Linked DNA regions of Mus musculus: all the other regions are linked to region 1. The links are chromatin contacts, called in public HiChIP or PLAC-seq and promoter capture Hi-C maps. All regions are on one chromosome and are shown on one strand. Each heading gives the region's core, a stretch centred on a gene start, on an enhancer-like site or on the middle of the called end of the contact. The rest is flanking DNA. Distances are from core to core; before and after follow the strand shown. Region 1 holds the start of Tnfsf12 (tumor necrosis factor (ligand) superfamily, member 12). Region 2 holds the start of Cldn7 (claudin 7). Region 3 holds the start of Cntrob (centrobin, centrosomal BRCA2 interacting protein).

Region 1 (2,700 bases), core at 42-2,541:
CTGTCTGGGGATTCAGTTCCTAGAGGAATTAAGGGCAGGGTTCAAACAGGACCTCCCAGAGACAAACAAGCAAAGAGCCTGTCAGAAGAACCATCAGCCAGTAACAGACACAAAACCTGGGAGGTTAGGGGTTGGCCAAACTGGAGAGTGAGGCTCAGCCCCAATCAACAACCTGCAGTCTACTCACACACACACACACGCACACGCACACGCACACGCACACGCACACGCACACACACACACCTGCACAGGATCTCAGGAAGGTGGGGCAGAGACAGACAGCATGTATGCATAGGTGATACATTATCATTCTCTGGTATCTGGTTCAGACGTCACAGCCAATCAGCACTTTCCACTCGGGCAGCACAACTCTCACCTTGGTAAAGTTGCCCCCTTATATCCAGATCACCCTCTTGTACACACCGACATACCCACGTGGGCTGGTTCACTCCGCACACTCAGTCTTAAACTAGTGCCAGCTGGAGTCTCCCTGCACACACCTCACACAACTGTCACAGCAAGCCAACGCTCAGTTTAGACACATTTTCCATGCTGGCATCCCGAACGCAGCATCCACACCTACTCACAGGGGGCTCCCGGCGGTCCTCTGCTGTCAGCTCCTCCTGAGAAGGCTCCTGCTGGGAAGGAGGCAGCGTCACCCTGTCCTTCTGACATCTCATCCTCCACCCCTTCTCCGATCCCCTGGCCCTCTGCCCACCCGGCCCCCATCTGCTTCTCTGCACTTTCTGCTCCTAAGATACCCAGAAAGGGGTATGCTGAGGGCCTCACCTGGGCAGACAGCGTTGCCCAGCTCCCCAGGCTGACCACGACCAGCAGGAGGCCAAGGCAGGCCAGCGCCAGGCCCAGGCTCAGCACCAGCGGGGCCAGCAGGGCGGTGCCCGGCTCCCCCCGGCGCCCCCTCCGCCTCTGGCTCCGACGGGCGGCCATGGGGGCGGGGGGCTGTGCCTGCCTCACCGCCCCCCCATCCCGGGACCCGAGGGATGGGGAGGGGGAGCTGGTGGGCGGATCGGGCCAGGGGAGAGGGAGGGACCAGGGAAGCGGGCCGGAGGGGGGGCGGATGAGGACAGGAAGCCGGACACTGTTTGTGTGATTAAACTCCAACCTCCCCGGAGTGCTGTGCAAGAAGTAAGAGACGTCCTGCGCCCGGGCGCGTGCAGGCAGGCGACCGCAGTGGCACTCCAGACCAAGAACTCTGAGGGCCAGTGAAAGCAGAAGTGGACAGGCACCCACCCAGGCCAGTGTGCCAGGGATGGGACGCGGGCCCTGGCCCCAGGAACTCAGCACCGCCCCAGTATGTTGAGCCCTCCCACGGCAATCATTAATCATGAAAATGCCCCCAAAGGGCTTGCCTATAGGCCAATCTGATGGACTCAGTTTCTGAGTTGAGATTCCCTCTTCCAGAATTCCCCCCAACTTGTTTCAAGTCTGCTAATTACCTCCTTCCCAGCATAGGTTATTTTTTCAGCTCATCCTGGTTTGGGTTTTGTTGTTGTTGTTCTTTTTGTTTGGTTTTGGGTGTTTTTTTGTTTTTTTGGTTTTTTTGGTTTTTGAAGACAGGGTTTCTCTGTGTAGCCCTGGCTGTCCTGGAACTCACTCTGTAGACCAGGCTGGCCTCGAACTCAGAAAGATCCCCCTGCCTCTGCCTCCTGAGTGCTGGGATTAATGCACCCTGGAGGCATGGATCACCACCTCTGCAATAAAGAATATGTTTTTAAAAGATAGTTTGTGGGCTGGTGAGATGGCTCAGTGGGTAAGAGCACCTGACTGCTCTTCTGAAGGTCAGGAGTTCAAATCCCAGCAACCACATGGTGGCTCACAACCATCCATAACGACCATAACGAGATCTCTTCTGGAGTGTCTGAAGACAGCTACAGTGTACTTACATATAAATAAATAAATCTTTAAAAAAAAAAAAGATAGTTTGTAAAGTTGTTTATGTGTACAGTGTGCAGCTATCTGAGCAGGAGGCCAGAGACAGCTGCCTCACTAGCTCTGCCCCTTGTTTTAGGGGAGATGGTGTGGTGACAATTCTGAAATTTTGTTTTTGTTGTTGTTTGGTTGTTTGGTTTTGTGGTTTTTGTTTGTTTTTTGTTTTTCTCAAGACAGGGTTTCTCTATGTAGCCCTGGCTATCCTGGAATTCACTTTGTAGACCAGGCTGCCCTTGAACTCAGAAATCCACCTGTCTTTGCCTCCTGAGTGCTAGGATTAAAGGTGTGTGCCACTACTGCCCAGCCCTGAGGAGAGTTTTTTGTTTTGTTTTGTTTTGCTTTTTGTTCTTTCAAGACTGGGTTTCTCTGTATAGCCCTGGCTGTCCTGGAACTCACTCTGTAGACCAGGCCTCAACTCAGAAATCCACCTGCCTCTGCCTCCCCAGTGCTGGGATTAAAGGTGTGTGCCACCAGGCCCGGCTGTCCTTTTTCTTCTATCTAATGATAGGAGGTGAGACACAGGGTGTGGGGTAATAAAAGGTGGGAAAGCACTTGGGAAACAGAGGCAGGCGAATTTCTGAGTTTGAGGCCAGCCTGTTCTATACAGTGTGTTCTAGGACAGCCAGGGCTACACAGAGAAACCCTGTCTCGAAGAAGAAGAAAAAATAAAAGTGGGGAAAAGAACCTATAAAGCAGCAAAGACCAACTACAAGCAGAGAAGAAACAAGAAGAAAGACATTAGATTCAAGG
Region 2 (2,782 bases), core at 107-2,606, 270 kb after region 1:
GTAGGAGAGGTAGACTGGAAGAAAGAACTAGAAAGAGTTCAGGGGGGCAGTGATGGACACACTGGGCTACTGGGCTCCAAGGGTCTGGAGGGAGCAACCTTAGTCTGGAAGTGTGTGTGTGTGTGTGTGTGTGTGTGTGTGTGTGTGTGTGTGTGTTGGGGGGGGTGAATAAAAATGCAGAAGGCAGGAAAAGGGGAAAGATAAATGAGAACCTTAGAAGCCAAGCTGGGAGGAAGGATGGTCAAAGTTCTGGGAAAGCTGGAAGGAGTGGAGGCTGAGCTAGGCTTTCTATTTTTTTTTTTAAGATTTTATTATTATATTTAAATACACTGTAGCTGTCTTCAGACACACCAGAAGAGGGTGTCAAGATCTCATTATGGATGGTTGTGAGCCACCATGTGTTTACTGGGACTTGAACTCAGGACCTTTGGAAGAGCAGTCAGTGCTCTTAACCCCTGAGCCATCTCCCCAGCCTTAAGCTAGACTTTCTAAGGGATGAATTAAGATGCTAGAGTGGGTCGGAGGGCACCGAAAGGGCACACAAACAGGTCCCCGGAAGCTCAGAATGAAGGAAAGAGAAAGTGTGTGGATGGAGAAGGAAGTGAGGAAAATGAAGGTAAACCAGAAATGACAACCTGGGGAGGGGAATGTTGGGCGTGTCGTGTCAGACTCTCTGACCTAGGTCTTACCCTTCTCCCCACCCTCGGAAAACTCCTTCGGGTAGAAGGAGCCTCTATGTTGGAGGAGACACTGACAGGCTCAGGTGCTAAGTCCTGTACCTACCTGGTCCTGGGACCAGGCCTGTGGGAGGACTGTCGGAGAGCCGTGTCTTGTGGAGGGCTTGAGCGGTGAAGCGGTAGGTTGCTAGACTGTCTGAGAGTAGAAATTCCTAGAAGGGTGCATGCAGCACGGGTGATTTTACCGTAATGGGTTAGGGCCCCTGATGATGAGACAGGCCTTGGTAGGAGACTAAAGAAAAAAAGAGCTGAGAGTGGAGACGAAAGTCGGGCTGGACAAGTGGCACGCGCCGAAACCTGCAGGGGAAGGATGGCGAGGAGCCTTTCCAGGGGCGTCTGAGGGTACTGGCTCCGCAGCGACCCAGGCGCACCTGTATGGAAAGGAGAGGAAGGGGCCACTTGGAGTCTGCAGGGCAGACTCCGACCCCAGGGACTTCTGAGAAGCCGTCGCCTATTTCCCATCAACGGTTAGAGCCAGGCAAATGAAGGGGCGTGACCCTGGAGCTCAGGTTTCTTCCTCTTCACCTGGACGAGGAGGGGGTAGGGGCCAAGACTTCCGGTTCAGGTGAGTGTCCCTTCAGTGACGTCAGGTCACTCGACTGCCCCTCTGGTCCCGCCCAAGTTGCAGCGCTCCGGGTGCCTGCGGGGGCGCGTCCCCGACGTCCTGCATATATATACTCAGGTGCGCCGCACCTGCTCGCCCGCACCTGCCGCCGCACCGCCAGCTCCCTGTGCCGCGCACCGCAGCCTGGGGCCCAAGGGCCCGCATACTTTCTGGGGGCCACGCCCTAACGGCCCCTCCACTTCTTTGGGTAGTCTCGGAGCACGCCGGTAGGAACCGCCCGGCCTTCGGGGACCGCTTTTGTCTGGAACCAGTCCTTCGGGCGAAGCCGGTTCCCTCTGCTGTGAGAGTGTCGCTTCACCGGAGGGGACGATTTGTGTTTACCTCGGTTAACAAGATTTGTAGTTACCCGGTCCAAAAAAAAATCTTTTTCTCCTTTGGGTGACTTAAATCTCTATCCAAATTTTCTTGTGTTGCTGCTCCCCGGATTTTTGTTTTTTTGTTTTTTTGCTTTACTGTAGGGTCGCCCTCCCGGCGCGTCCCGTCTTTTCTGAGACAAGGAAATGGCCAACTCGGGCCTGCAACTGCTGGGCTTTTCAATGGCCATGCTTGGCTGGGTGGGCCTGATAGCGAGCACTGCCATCCCTCAGTGGCAGATGAGCTCCTATGCGGGCGACAACATCATCACAGCCCAGGCCATGTACAAGGGGCTCTGGATGGAGTGCGTCACGCAGAGCACCGGCATGATGAGCTGCAAAATGTACGACTCGGTGCTCGCCCTGCCGGGTAAGGCCGTGGGACCGACGGGGCGGACGTGCCCAGGGTCAAGGTGGCCGGGTTGGGTGTGGGGCAGGGCCCAGGCCGCACTGCCCGGCGCCCGGGGTTGCCAGGGAGGAGGAAGTGGACGCCTTGGGCTCAGTCGGTGGGACAGAGAGAGAGCGTGCCTGGGATCTGATCTGGGTGTCCCACGTGGGTCCACGCCCCTCTGCCCAGATTTTTTTTGGGGGGGTTTCCTGGGCGAAGCACCCCCCAACCCCTGGCAGTCAGTGGTCTCTCTCTTCCCCTGCTTCTTTCTCTGGACAAAAGGAGAAGAGGGACGGAGGTTCTCAGGGCCGCGGAATCGTGCCCTCGTTAGACGTGGGACCGTACTTGTGGCCTCTAATCTTATCGGCCGATTAGCTGAAGCCACAAACTCGGTGGCCTCGATAGCGGGGCCAAAGCTAGGACACGCGCCGGCTGGTGTGGCTGGAGCGAGGGCCTTAGCCGCCACCTGCACTTCTCTTTCGCCCCCTTTCTCCCTTCCCCCCTACCTGGAACGGTTTCATCGAAACCTTGGCGCCCCGGGCGGGTTCTGGAGCGCAGGGCGGGGCGGGGAGCGGAAAGGACTTGGTGGCGGGATGGGGGCGGGAACCGTCTGCACAAGGCCTGCCTTGGACTAGGGGGCCCCAGGCTGCCGGCGGAACCAGACAGGCGGACCACGGTC
Region 3 (2,700 bases), core at 79-2,578, 370 kb before region 1:
AGAAAAAAGCATGAAAGCCCTGTGTGCTTGGAGGAGATCGTTTAAATCTAATTAATAGACGCAAGCCACAGCAAAGCTAACCTGAAAGCCCAGGAACCTAATGCTTTCTAACACCCGAGAGATCTCCAAGACGCACCTCTCTCACCTTTTTCTTCAAGTTGTTTTCCAATCCAACGGACAAGCTGCGACTCAGTTCTTGAGCCAAGCTGTCTAAGCCCTCGTTAGGAGGTGAGGAGGTGGGAGCTAGATACAGCTGGGCCCGGGCCGTGGCCTCAGCTTGGCGGCTGAGATGCAAAGAAGTATACAGTTGGGAGGTCACCTCGGAGGACACCTGGTTCAACCCAGGAGGCTCTGACGAATCGCTCAGGAGGTCCTCAGGTCGGAGAGGAGAACTGGGACTGGGGGCTGCTGTCGCCATGTACAGTGAAGAGACAACTGGACTCAGCAGGGGACTGGGAACTCCTGCCTCAGTTCTGAGAGGGGTCCAAACTTGTGGATAAGTTCACAAAGAAGAAAGATTTGGAAGGGAGGAAGACACTTTGGGTCCTCAACAAATGAGCTTTCTGGTTAGAGGAGTGTCCACTGACTCCAGAGACCATGGAGAGGGCAAACACATTCTTTCTCCCAACTCCTGGGAACGGTTAAAAGCGGATGTGCAAGGCAGAAAGTCAGGGGAATGGTCAGAAGACCTGCATGCAGGGAGACAGAACCGCTGCAGTTCCTTCCTCCTAACTAGGGTCCTGGAAATTGCAAATCAGTTTCGGCACGGGTTAACCATGGTTAGCTTTTTTTTTTCCCCACACTCAAAATGTGCAAACTGAAACAGACCTCAAACCAAAGCTGGCCCAATGTATGTCCCCCAATTGGTTTTAGTGAAGAAAGAGGCAAGACTTCAATGCCACAACACCCCCGTTTCGCCCTTTCTTCACCTGTCCCACCCAGAGTCGACTTCCTCGGATTTCCCCTCTAATCCTTCCTGATAAAAAAAAAGCCACAGCAGAGGTCCATAGAATTCCTCCCTATCCCACCCTAAGAAATCTCAATAAAAGGGGCGCGCGCGCGCACAGACATACACCCGGCAACCAGCCGCCTGGTATTCTCTACCGCAACCACCTGGCTCCGACTACTCTGAGCATGTCGGCCCTGGTTTCCCAAGATGAGGAGGACTGTCCCCCAAGCCCCATAACCTCCACAGAGAAAGACCAAAGGCCAACCTCCCTAGCGCGACACTAGCTTGCAAAACCGTTGGCAGCCTCCCGCCCACCGCTTGCAATCCCGCCTCCAACCGAATTACGTCACCCGCCCGCGAGACCAAGCTCCCCGCACATCACTGGGCTTCAGAGGCCCGGGAACGTGGGCACGCATGCGCGCGGCATCGGCGACCACGGATTGGCTTCAGGAGGGAGGCGGAGTCTAGTAAGACTATCGGGGCGGAGTTAAGGGTTCTTGAGGTTGCCGCTTACGACCCAGCTGGGCTTTATAAACCGGAAGTAGCTTGTCACCCTCTTTCAGAGCAATTCCGGTGAGTCCGGGGGTGGGGTTCCCACCTGGCTGAAGAATCAGGTTCTAGAGAGTTGGGTACCAGCCACTGAGCGAGGCTCTTTATCTTGCAGATGACTGTCCACAATCTGTACCTTTTTGACCGGAATGGAGTGTGTCTACACTACAGCGAGTGGCACCGCAAGAAGCAAGCAGGGATCCCTAAGGAAGAGGTGATCGGAGGGTCCCAGCGAATCCCCAAATGCACATAGTCCCAGTCCAGTCCTCTTCCTCCAAATCCCAAGTCCTTCCTATTCCCATCCTGTCCCCCCTCCATAACCGAGATCTAATTCTACCACCTCTCCCTCCAGGAGTACAAGCTGATGTATGGAATGCTCTTCTCCATTCGTTCGTTTGTCAGCAAGATGTCCCCGCTAGACATGTACGGTGGTTTTAGAGGGGTGTTGAAGGGAGGGCTAGCTAGCCAGCCTTGGGAACAGGAGATATTGTTTTGGAATGGAAGTGGCGTGTGGCCCCAAAGAGGGGAGGGTGTGTTTTAGAGAGGCTGAATCTGGATCGAGAATCTTGAAGCTGGCAGGAGCGGATACAGGAATGGTCTGAAAGTGGGGAGAGAGTGAAGGCAGTTGCAATTACATCGGGGGTGGGGATGACCGGAGGTGTTTTTACTCAATGAACCTGCTACAAACTATCTATATGAATAGGAAGGAGTTGACCTTGAGGGCATCACAAATATTTCTTTGGGAGTGATTTCACTCCTGTCTGAATACTCATTTCTGCAGGAAGGATGGCTTTCTGTCTTTCCAAACTAGCCGTTACAAACTCCATTACTACGAGACTCCCACTGGAATCAAGGTTGTCATGAATACTGACTTGGGCGTGGGCCCTATCCGAGATGTTCTACACCATATCTACAGTGCGGTCAGTGTCAGTAGAGGAACCCTTTTCCTCCTAGAGCCCTAGGAGTCCCTCGGGTTTTCTGCCCTTATCCTTCTGTATCACATCCCTGTTGAACTCAGTTTTCTCCAGAGCCTTTAGCTCCTTAAACAGTAATAGCTTCTCTAAGGGAGAGCTTGTGCAGGTTTTTGGGTTTTTTTTTTATAAATGATGTATTTCTTATTTTAATTATATGTATTGTGTAGAGGGTATGTGTGCACATGAGCACAAGTGTCTGTGGAGGACAGATCCTCTGGAGAATTACAG

The links. HiChIP or PLAC-seq counts read pairs in DNA pulled down with a chosen protein or histone mark. Capture Hi-C pulls out chosen DNA fragments and counts their contacts.
Region 2: a contact with region 1 is called in a promoter capture Hi-C map of liver. The contact joins the promoter of Cldn7 here to the promoter of Tnfsf12 in region 1. A contact is called at or near these places in 9 of 39 promoter capture datasets (the C10 cell line, HPC-7-derived erythroid cells, cranial neural crest and 6 more), 2 of 484 Hi-C or Micro-C datasets (the G1E-ER4 cell line and bone marrow-derived macrophages), 9 of 115 datasets of contacts at active chromatin or transcription factors (bone marrow-derived macrophages, craniofacial prominence, embryonic basal ganglia and 6 more) and 3 of 9 other capture datasets (adipose tissue, liver and pancreatic islet).
Region 3: a contact with region 1 is called in a FOXA1 HiChIP or PLAC-seq map of pancreatic cancer cells. The contact joins the promoter of Cntrob here to the promoter of Tnfsf12 in region 1. A contact is called at or near these places in 1 of 39 promoter capture datasets (cranial neural crest) and 1 of 115 datasets of contacts at active chromatin or transcription factors (pancreatic cancer cells).

What each region holds. Positions count from the first base shown.
Region 1 is chr11:69,694,807-69,697,506 of GRCm38.p6, forward strand. Tnfsf12 (tumor necrosis factor (ligand) superfamily, member 12) reads right to left here and starts at 1,292. Exons shown (of 7, transcript NM_011614.3): 1 at 790-1,292; 2 at 588-635; 3 at 1-19. The coding sequence starts at 948. It overlaps Tnfsfm13 (tumor necrosis factor (ligand) superfamily, membrane-bound member 13), which reads right to left and starts at 1,292. Exons shown (of 13, transcript NM_001159503.2): 1 at 790-1,292; 2 at 588-635; 3 at 1-19. The coding sequence starts at 948.
Region 2 is chr11:69,964,065-69,966,846 of GRCm38.p6, forward strand. Cldn7 (claudin 7) reads left to right here and starts at 1,357. Exons shown (of 4, transcript NM_016887.6): 1 at 1,357-2,085. The coding sequence starts at 1,863.
Region 3 is chr11:69,322,545-69,325,244 of GRCm38.p6, forward strand. It overlaps Cntrob (centrobin, centrosomal BRCA2 interacting protein), which reads right to left and starts at 1,329. Exons shown (of 19, transcript NM_172560.3): 1 at 146-1,329. The coding sequence starts at 418. It overlaps Trappc1 (trafficking protein particle complex 1), which reads left to right and starts at 1,442. Exons shown (of 5, transcript NM_001024206.2): 1 at 1,442-1,522; 2 at 1,614-1,712; 3 at 1,851-1,921; 4 at 2,280-2,418. The coding sequence starts at 1,614.